Regions from separate parts of the Mus musculus genome. Here region 1 is linked to region 2. The links are chromatin contacts, called in public Hi-C maps. All regions are on one chromosome and are shown on one strand. The core of a region is the stretch at or near the end of the contact, and the rest is flanking DNA. Distances in the headings are between cores, read along the strand shown.

The links. A called contact is a pair of places that touch in the nucleus more often than the background predicts.
Region 1: a Hi-C map of uterus shows a contact between it and region 2, with 4 times the contacts expected there. The contact joins two enhancer-like sites. A contact is called at or near these places in 1 of 484 Hi-C or Micro-C datasets (uterus) and 1 of 9 other capture datasets (embryonic stem cells).

Annotation. Positions count from the first base shown.
Region 1 is chr1:186,344,275-186,349,436 of GRCm38.p6, reverse strand. No RefSeq gene overlaps it. Among named protein-coding and RNA genes, the nearest start is that of Gm35341, 61 kb to the left of the region's middle. Within about 2 kb of position 1,591, at least 19 of the 459 cell types and tissues checked have an H3K27ac peak or open chromatin away from gene starts, as enhancers often do. A contact at or near this core is called in uterus, where this site is marked.
Region 2 is chr1:185,967,376-185,972,580 of GRCm38.p6, reverse strand. No RefSeq gene overlaps it. Among named protein-coding and RNA genes, the nearest start is that of Lyplal1, 150 kb to the left of the region's middle. Within about 2 kb of position 3,225, at least 29 of the 459 cell types and tissues checked have an H3K27ac peak or open chromatin away from gene starts, as enhancers often do. A contact at or near this core is called in uterus, where this site is marked.

The DNA of each region.
Region 1 (5,162 bases), core at 342-2,841, 380 kb before region 2:
ATACTGAATAGCTCCTATCTATGCACCCGCCTCTATTTCTGCCAGAATAACACTACACATCAACTTGGCTGCACTTAGGCTTCATCAGTACAGCCTTCCCTTTTGCTGTGAGGTTTCCTCACTCACTCCACATTTCCCTGTTCTTCTAGCTTATAAAATGCTCTTGTTAGATTTCATTTTCCTTTCAACTATTCTTCTATGCCACCTTGATGCTTTTTGGTGGTCTTTCCATGAAACAGAAGGGCTGCACCTTTTCTATTTGCCCTGCCTGACTAGAAACACGGATTCTAGCTTTATCTTTCCATTCTCTCCAGTTTAGAGAGCATACTTTCCCCCCAGCCTTCAGTGGTCACTCCCACAGTGATGGTCTCTGACTCCTCTAGCAATGATCTTATCATGGCTGCAAGTTTATGTTTCTTTTGTCGCCAGCAGAGCTTCCTGTAGGTGACCCAAGTTCACCTGGACCAACAGAATTCATCACGACACTTTCCCACTTCAAAGACTGAAAGAAATTCTATCACTCAGCTGCTTCATTACTGCTTATTTTATTTTATTTTTATTACTGGAGCCTGTTCATTCTGCTTCTGAGATTTCTAAGAAATTAACCCCTTTCTACTCTCCTTGGTCTGATTTGAATCTGGGTAATCAAAATGCCAGTCCCTCCCCTGAGCTTCCACACGATTCAAAACCCATTTATCATGCAGTGACTACTAGCTTCATCTTAAGAGTCTCTTAGTAAAGGTATTCTGGGAACAAAATGTCCCTGTTCTCCGCATCCTTCCCTGATTTCCCTTCCCAGCCCAGCAATAGCATCCACAGGTTTTCTGTGACACCCTCTGGATGGAGATTACTTGGTCCTACTTGCCTTTGGAATAGCTCTGATTACACTCTTAGGGGTGGGGATTTAAGAGGCAGCATTTCTGCAAGCATATGCAACAGTCTTCCAGCAGAAAATTTCCCCAGCTGATAGTAAAGGGTTGCTCTGTGCTGGAGTTTCGAGTTCACTATTTTCAGTGACACAAGGGGCATCTCAGGGGGTTGGCCACTGACTAGCAAAGGATTATAAAACCCATGCAGAGAGCATTCCTTTAAAGCAAGGTAAATCCAGCACCTATGTCCCGGGGATAAACAGACAGCATGACTCACCTTACAACGCCAAGTTAGAAACACTCATCTCTGAGTGGGATGAGAGTTTCTGTGAGAATAATCAAAACACATTTGGAAAACACCATTGCACAAACTTGGTGTCATGATGACTTTATAATTCTTTCTAGCTATAAACTATTTAACGTTCTTCAATAAAAGATCGGAAAGGACCAAAGAACATGTAATTTTCTTTGGAAAAAAAAATCCCTGGCTTAAACACAGTGAAAAGGTTTGTGTGGGTTCAAAAGGGGCGACATAGACACTATTTTTGCTATCATTGGCTTGCTTTCAACATTGGTGTCCAAAACAAATGAATCTGCATGGAAGTAGTTAGGGGCTGAGGCAAACTAAGCCAATTCTTTTAAAGATACTATTGCTGCGCTATCCTCCCCCATTTCAAATCTGTGCTGGAAGATAGAATCCACTTCAGCTCAATGAGTCACTTCAACATCCTTGCCAGGACAATTAAACTTCCAGTATAAAACATGACCCAAAGCCTGCCCTCCACCACACCATTCCACTTCAACCTCCCCCCACCCCACAGGGTCAGCGCTTGACATTCAAGAGCTTACAATTTCAACTGCTTAGCCAATGTAACCAACTTAATGCTTTTACAAATGATTTGCACCCTTCAGCACATTGGGTGATATAGAAAACGTGGTGTCAGTTCCTCCGCCTGTCTGAGCAACATTACACATTCCTCTTGTCCGTGGTGGAGGCAGTCTTTGCAGGATGAGGAAAGACAAGAAGCCAGCTCTCCATCTACTACTCTTTCTTCCTGAACTGACCCTCGAGGGAAGGACGAAGGGAGGAAGAATTTCAGTAACCACGGCCAAGAAAAAGATGTATAGCTCGGGCAGCCCTGTCACAGACGGTCGCATGAAGTCTTGGGGATTAAACTTCTTGAACTACCAGTTACTGAAGCAGTTAATACATCTTGCAAATTTGCGGTTGCCTTATTGCTAACAGCTGAGACGCCTTCCTTCCTCCGCTCGGTCACTATTGATGTCTTGCCATATTTTGAATATAATCCCCTCAACAGCATTACCTCATTTTTTTACTCCACTCTTGCAGATTAGCTCATCTAAGTTATGTTCTATGGTGTGGTGTATTGGTGGTGTGTGTTAACTGTGTCTTAATTTTTCATTCTTAAAAGCATCTCTGGTCATAAAAGTTGCTTCCTGAGTATCTATATCTCTCTATCTCTCTATCTCTCTGTCTCTCTATCTCTCTATCTACCTATCTATCCATCCATCCATCCATCCATCCATCCATCTATCTATCTATCTATCTATCTATCTATCTATCTATCTATCTATCTATCTTGACACCGCATGCTCCACCTGTGCATGAGGCATCTCACTCTTCCTTGATGTTTATAGCAGGGTGGCTAATGTGTAAAAAGAGGTGTTTTTGTATTGCTTTCCTTTTCAATTGTTTGTGAAGCTCACTCTCTTAGTAGGGATATTAATTTAGTGTAATTGTGATGGAGATTCCCATGGTTCTTCATTCAAAAGCAGCTTTTTATTTGTTGAAGATATTAGTTTTGTTTTTGTTGGTTTTTTTGTTTGTTTGTTTTGCATATACTTAAAAGAAATACACAGTCTACGCTTCCTGAGACTCAGAATTCAGTATTAAAGACGATCAAACTCAATCTAAATAAAATAACCCAAAGCATAGTGGAGCTCTATTATCCCCTGTTCTGCATCCTGATGTACCCGGCAGTTTCATTGCAAATTTAATGAAGTCTGCTTTCCCTCTACTTATCCAAATTACAGCCCTCAGAGTAAACATTCGCACAGAGGTTCTGTGCCTCTCTGTCCCTGAGGTTTGCCCCCTTTGGTAACTGAAACAAGCAGCACACAATTTCTATCTCTGTCTCTTCCATCTCACGCCCTCTACCGCCACCGCAGTCTCCATTCAGCTTCTGCTCCTTTATCTCTGTCTTCATCTCACCCTCTTCCTTCTGCCCCTATGTATAGCCCAACACCACCCCATCTCTCCTTATCCTCATTTCCCCCTCCGTCTCTGTCTTTATTCTATCCCTCCCCTAGCTCTGTCTCTCTCCTCATCTCCATCCCAAACCCCATGCTTTCCCATCCCCATTGCTTTCCCCATCACTACCTCTGTCCTTACCCCTGTCCATATTCACAGCCTTATCCCCACCTCAGTTCCCCTTCTTAGGACCACTGTCCACCCCATCTCCATCCCTACCTCTGTCTTTACCTCAGTTCTCACCCTGACCTAGATCTTTACCTCTAGCAGCCTCTCCTTGTTTTTGTCACTCTTGTGTCTGAATTATGGCTTATCTAAAACGATGCACACGGTTATCAACCCTGCTCTCCATGGTTGAGCTCTCTGTCAAGGACGGAACAGAAAGTGATTTAGGAGCTCAGCTTATTCCATAAGAGGAATAAAGGCATTTCAGCTACGTACATTTCAGTTACACAGAGTCAGAGTGGGGGAGAAATAGGCAAGCATGGAAGCCAGTGGGAGACACAGTTTACCTCTTGTGAATTGAGGTAGATTTCAAAAAGTGGGGTAGGACTCGTGCACATGTGTAGGAGCTTGCAGGGCAGAAATGAGGAGGTGGCGTGAGAGCAGTAGAACAATATGTGCAAGGCTCTTCCGACTTAAGTGTGGGGTATGTTTAGGGAATGGCAAGCGAGCCAGTGTGGCTGCAGTTTGAGTTGTGTGGGAAGGAATGGCAGAAACCCAGGATGCAAAGATGGAAAAGACCTATGATCTCACAGCCCCGTCTCCATCTCCCCCTTCTCCTTCTCACAGCCAACATGCTCTTGATGTTCTCATCCAGGACTGGCCCGGGGAAGTTGATTTAATCTCTTTGAATTCAAAAGGAAAGGGTTAAGGATAGAGACAGGCTAGAAGCCAGGCCACAACCTTTCTTCTCAATGGCCCAAATGCTTTGGTTTTACACGTGAATGTCTCTGTCTTTTATAAATCTGAGCTCCTCAACATTTAGGTAATGTTCTATTTTTGATCGGTTTACTCAGATCAGCATTTGAGACATTCTTCATCCTTAAATCCAGTTTCTTAGATCTAATAAAGGCTAAACTGTCCTTTCATGTACCATCCTGAAATCGCAACTGTCTGAGATTCAGGTCTGGTCTTGAGATGAGTGAGAAAAGCAATTATTTACTGAGTCTTTCATTTCTTCCCCAACACAATCAATCACACTCTTCCCTCCTCAGAGCATCCAAAGGAAGCCATAATATACCTCATCATGGGAGAGGACCATTTAATTCTTGCATTTATCATTGATGTGTCAGCTATTTCTCAGTAGTGTTGAAAGCAAGGTAATGTGATGGCAGCTCCTTGTGATATGTAGCAGCGTTGGTATTTAGCAAACCACTTAAACTGTGCTTCAAGAGACATGAGTTTAGTTCACAAGATTGTTCTACTGAGAGTACCAGAAACTCTAAAGAGGCAGCACATTGCACTTTTCCCATTTGGAAATATTACATTAATATTAAAGGAGAACTGTGGTTTCTGAGCTATCAAACACTGAAGGCCAAGTTGTCCTTGAGAATTTAACTAAGATACGAGACCCGAATTGAAAGTCCGACAAACAGTTATCTAATAATCTATATGGAGTCAAATAATCCAAATGGTGTATTTTTAACTTGAGAAGGCTGGCTGAAATGTTAAGAAGACTAAATAAAGTCCTGCACACATAACATGAAGCAAAAGTCCTTTTATGAAGCAATGATGCTAGCCAAATATAATGATAAATAACATCTCACAGAATTTATAAATACAAAGAAGAATATAAGTTTTAATTGAAAATATCTTTATTTAACCTTGGTTAATTGCGTAAAAGGTTAATTGACATAAGCTTTAAAAAATAGCTCATAGAGAGGACAAGAAATGTTTCCCACAGAGAAGGTGCATCATCACTTGGAATGATGGCTGTGACTGTGTCTCTGAGCTGGCCATTCATCACGTATCACATATATGTATCAAAATATCACACAGTGCCCCACAAATGTGCATAA
Region 2 (5,205 bases), core at 1,976-4,475:
CTTTATGGAAGGACCATAGGCATGACAAGGCAGTCAATGGACCGGCTCTGTACCTGGTACCTGAAGATGCACACTATCCTCCTAGTCTGTGGCTCATCAGTTGTGTTTGGGCATCAATAAGATGAAGGTGATACTATGTTCATAGCAGCCTTATTTATAATAGCCAGAAGCTAGAAAGAACCCAGATGCCCCTCAACAGAGGAATGGATACAGAAAATGTGGTACATTTACACAATGGAGTACTACTCAGCTATTAAAAATAATGAATTTATGAAATTCCTAGGCAAATGGTTGGACCTGGAGGCCATCATCCTGAGTGAGGTAACACAATCACAAAAGAACTCAAATGATATGTACTCACTGATCAGTGGATATTAGCCCAGAAACTTAGTATACCCGAGATATAAGATACAATTTGCAAAATACATGTAACTGAAGAAGAATGAAGACCAAAGTGTGGACACTTTGTCCCTTCTTATATTTGGGAACAAAGCACCCATGGAAGGAGTTACAGAGACAAAGTTTAGAGCTGAAACAAAAGGATGGACCATCTAGAGACTGCCATATCCGGGATCCATCTCATAATCAGCCTCTAAATAATGACACTATTGCATACACTAGCAAGAGTTTGCTGAAAGGACCCTGATAGAGTTGTCTCTTGTGAGACTAGGCCAGGGCCTAGCAAACACATAAGTGGATGCTCACAGTCAGCTAATAGGTGGATCACAGGGCCCCCAATGGAGGAGCTAGAGAAAGTATCCAAGGAGCTAAAGAGATCTGCAACCCTGTAAGTGCAATAACATTATGAACTAACCAGTACCCCAGAGCTCTTGACTCTAGCTGCATATGTATCAAAAGATGGCCTAGTCGGCCATCACTGGAAAGAGAGGCCCATTGGACATGCAAACTTTATATGCCCCAGTACAGGGGAACACCAGGGCCAAAAAGTGGGAATGGTTGGGTAGGGGATTGGAGGGGAGGGTATGGGGGACTTTTGGGATAGCATTGGAAATGTAATTGAGGAAAATACCTAATAAAAAATATTAAAAAAAGAGAACAAAGGAAGGACAAATTATGCTCTTATATATAAACACCAATCAATCCTACTGTCTAAGAAGTTACAGGTACTGTGGGGTAATTATGGATCATATAAATGTGGGCATACAGTCAGGTTGCCTTTCCATCTACTAAGCAGCATTGCTATTAAAGTGTTGCTGATATTGTTTTTCTTTAAAAAAAAAAAGATGAAGGTGATAGTGTGCACTCACTCTTATTTTCCCCCAGCAACCTAGGAACTAACTGCAAACAGTTCTGTAGAAACTAAGTTTTCTCGGGAGTAAAATGAATGCAAACAATAAACTCAAAGATGTAACTGAACTCAACAAAGTTGAGCCCAAGGTCCTGGGGTAGGACATCACTGGGCCAGGTCATGTAGGGTAGGATGTCACTGGGCCAGGTCATGTAGGGTAAGATGTCACTGGGCCAGGTCATGTAGGGTAGGATGTCACTGGACTAGGTCATGTAGGGTAGGATGTCACTAGGCCAGGTCATGTAGGGTAAGATGTCACTGGACTAGGTCATGTAGGGTAGGATGTCACTGGGCCAGGTCATGTAGGGTAGGATGTCACTAGGCCAGGTCATGTAGGGTAGGATGTCACTGGGCCAGGTCATGTAGGGTAGGATGTCACTGGGCCAGGTCATGTAGGGTAGGATGTCACTGGGCCAGGTCATGTAGGGTAGGATGTCACTGGGCCAGGTCATGTAGGGTAGGATGTCACTGGGCCAGGTCATGTAGGGTAGGATGTCACTGGGCCAGGTCATGTAGGGTAGGATGTCACTGGGTTAGGTCATGTAGAAAGGAGAATCTCAGAGAGAATCTGTGAGCTCTAAACTAAACGAAAAGTCCAGGTAAGAATGGCCGTGGTACGTCCACTGCCTAGTCACTTACTGTAATCAGAACATTCGACAAATGCTCCCATGGACCTTCATTTCCATGCAGATGATCCTCCCACTGCTTTATAAACCTTTCCTCCTTTCCTTCACACTCCTTTTCAGTGCCACGATCTCTCTTGCTCTTAAAGTGGATGAAATTTCAAGTGTCCTTCCTTTGCTTTCAGGCAGGAAGCAGTTTTTTCTTTTCCTGCTTCTCCTTCTAATTTTGGGACAAGGTGCCCCATGAAGGCCTTTATTTATACACATTTAGACCATCTCTCTCTAAACAACAAAATAAATTTCACTCTGGCACTTGCTCTCAATAGCATCTTTGACCTACCGTTCTCCCTGCATCTGCAGAGGAGGGGACCCTTATATTCCCCCACCTCTGGGTCTCCCTTTGGGGACCTTGAAGGAGTTCAGATTTCATTTCTCACCAGAGTGAACATAGTTACCCACCCCTAGCTTTCTGCCTGTTTTTGTTTTCAGTCTATTCACAAGGGAAACAAACAAAAAGAAAACATCTGGCTGCCAATAGATGTTGTGATCCACTAAATATCTCCACAACATATTTTTTTTCTAAGTAAGAGGTGTGGCTAGGATGAGTCATAGAATCCATCACCATGCCCTCTCCTCACTTGTCTGTTGTCCACATCAAGAAACTCATGGATTCAACCTTGCCAGAAAAGACTTGTCCACTAAATAAGACCAATCAATCAATTACATACAAGAAGCATGCTTTCTTTTCTTTTTTCCTCCTTTCCTTTTTTTTTGTTTTGCTTTGTTATTCAACATTAAAGTCTCATGTTTCTCCTTGATGCAAAGAGGAACAATAATTGCCAGACCTTAAGCATCCTTCCCAGGAACATCTAAAAGAAAGGCATAAAAATATTCCATTTGGCAGAGAAACACTCTTATTCCCATGGAAAAGAAAAAATAAAATAAGAAACCGAGATTAGTGCTCATCCGAGGGCCATGTGGGTCCCAAAGGGACTTTACAGCAAGGATGTGTTTCCTGTGATCTCAGGGTGACCACTGTTCAACTGGCTCAGTCAGCAAACAGGGGCAAGTCAGATTTCACAGGGTGATCTGTCCAGAAAGAAAACTTGGCTGAACATGTTGAAAACATGGTCCAGCTGGTGCCTCGCTGTATGTGGGGAGCAAATCCCACCTCCAGGGTACTAAACACACACCCTCTGGGCTCTAGGCCAGTGATGACTACCAGCAGCCCAGGCAGGCAGGCAGAGCAGGCAAGCAGGGAAGGTTGAGAGGGAGTGACCATTGTGAATGAGGTGATAACATTGGCCAGAGTGGGAGGGAAGCAGTGTGCCAAGGCTTGCTTGGGGTCAGTGCATGCGGGTCTGTAAATCTCCTTCATGGATCATTAGTGCTGAAAGGAGTCTCTGGGGGTCATCCAGAGGATTCCTCTGCTTCCCTGGGTCACTTCAACAAATGGCTTTCCTTCCAGGTCTGATAGATTTTTCAAGAAAGAACACGCCTGAATTTTCTCTTCTCTTTCATGTCTCCATTTTTCCCTTACACTCATTCTGCCCTTCCTTCCTATGTATCTTCTTTCCTACTTTTCTTGGTTTCTTCCTACCTTCTAAATTTTCCATTTCCTTCTTAAGTGGTGGTATACTTTACCAATCGAGTCAATAAGGCAAAAAGTTCAAAAAGTGAGTAAAAGCACCAGGTTTGATCTTTGTACAGGGCATGTCAGTGTGTGGGAGTGGAAACCAACTCTCTTGCAAAATATGCAAAAGAGACAGAGAGAACGTATGAATATGTATGAGGCCATCCTGGCAAAGCAAAACATTTTTTATTCAACAACATCTACTTGAGGATCTTCTGTCTACAAAGTGTCTGTATGTACTGGGAAGATCAGTGTGTATTTGTACATGTGTATATGTGCTGGACATACTTACGTGTGTATACCAATGTATGTGCATATATGTGTGCACACATAGATATAAACATGTTTCTGTATCATGGGTTGCATGGATGGACACACATGCATAAGTGTGTGGTGTGTGGCAGTCAAGATAGTCATATGACAACAGAAACAGTAAAGCACTCTGGTAGCAGCAAAGCCCTCCATCAACAGGGCACAGATAAGTTATTTCGAACAACATCATTTAAAGTCACATATAGCCCATCCACTGGTGTTTTCTTTTAAGCCTCTATGTATGATCTTACACATTTTGTCAGTTTCATTAAAATGCCTTATGAACATTTGTTGTCTTTTAATCTAAATAACAGCAGGGATAAATGATGATACCACCTTGGGAATGCCTTTCCCTGCACTCTGCTCGGATAACTAGAATCTATTTATAGAAGACTAAAGACATCCAACCCATTTCCCAGGTACATTTTGATACCCCCTACCACTGCAGGAGTTTGAGTGAAGGTCACTGCTTGTCGAAACTTGTTTTCCGTGGCAGAAGGTTTACATGGAAACGGCATGCCATTAAACTAGCTCATGTGATTACATGTGGCTTCTAAACAATGCTGGATAGGAACTGGGTGAAGGTGTCTCGTTCTCAAATGCTTTCTCTTGCTGGCAGCAGCTGCTGACATTCTCAGTTCACACTGCTGAAGCCCTGGGCTGAACTCCACATGCATGCCCTGCCACAGTGTACATGTTTTCAATCAGTTCTACAAGGCTGCGCTTCTCTCCATGTCAAAACCCACACACAGTCTCATGAGGAATGAAGATGCCTAAGCCATAACGCTGAGTTGTAGGACCTAATACCCATGTAATGACGGGATTGGTTGCAGGGCACATTTGGAAATAATCTTCAGCCTTTGGGATTAAGACCAAGGGCAGGAAATAATAAAACTGTGTGAAACTATACCACCTCCTCCTTCTGCTCCCAGCAGTCTGCACTATGGGTTAAGAGTATCTGTGTTCTACAGGAGTCAAGGAAATGTTAAGCAATTCCCAATGACAGTGGAACATACAGTTAACCATGGGTGAGCATCCCACAGAAAGCAATGGAGATGACAGTGGACAAGGGAGGGTAGGCCCCAACTGATATGCAGATGTTGGAGGTCTGTAAACATCTCATCAGACAAATGGACAAGGGAAATGCTTTCCGAAGTAGCATGCACTCAACCCAGGGAACTCAATGACACATGGGTTTTATGGAGCCAAGGAACTCAGAAACGTTTGTCAAAGGGTTGGACACTGTGGTGGATATGGATAACATCTGTGACTCGGCTTAGTGGGCTGAACGCAGTGGAGCTGGCCCATCTGCTGGCATTTTTCACAGA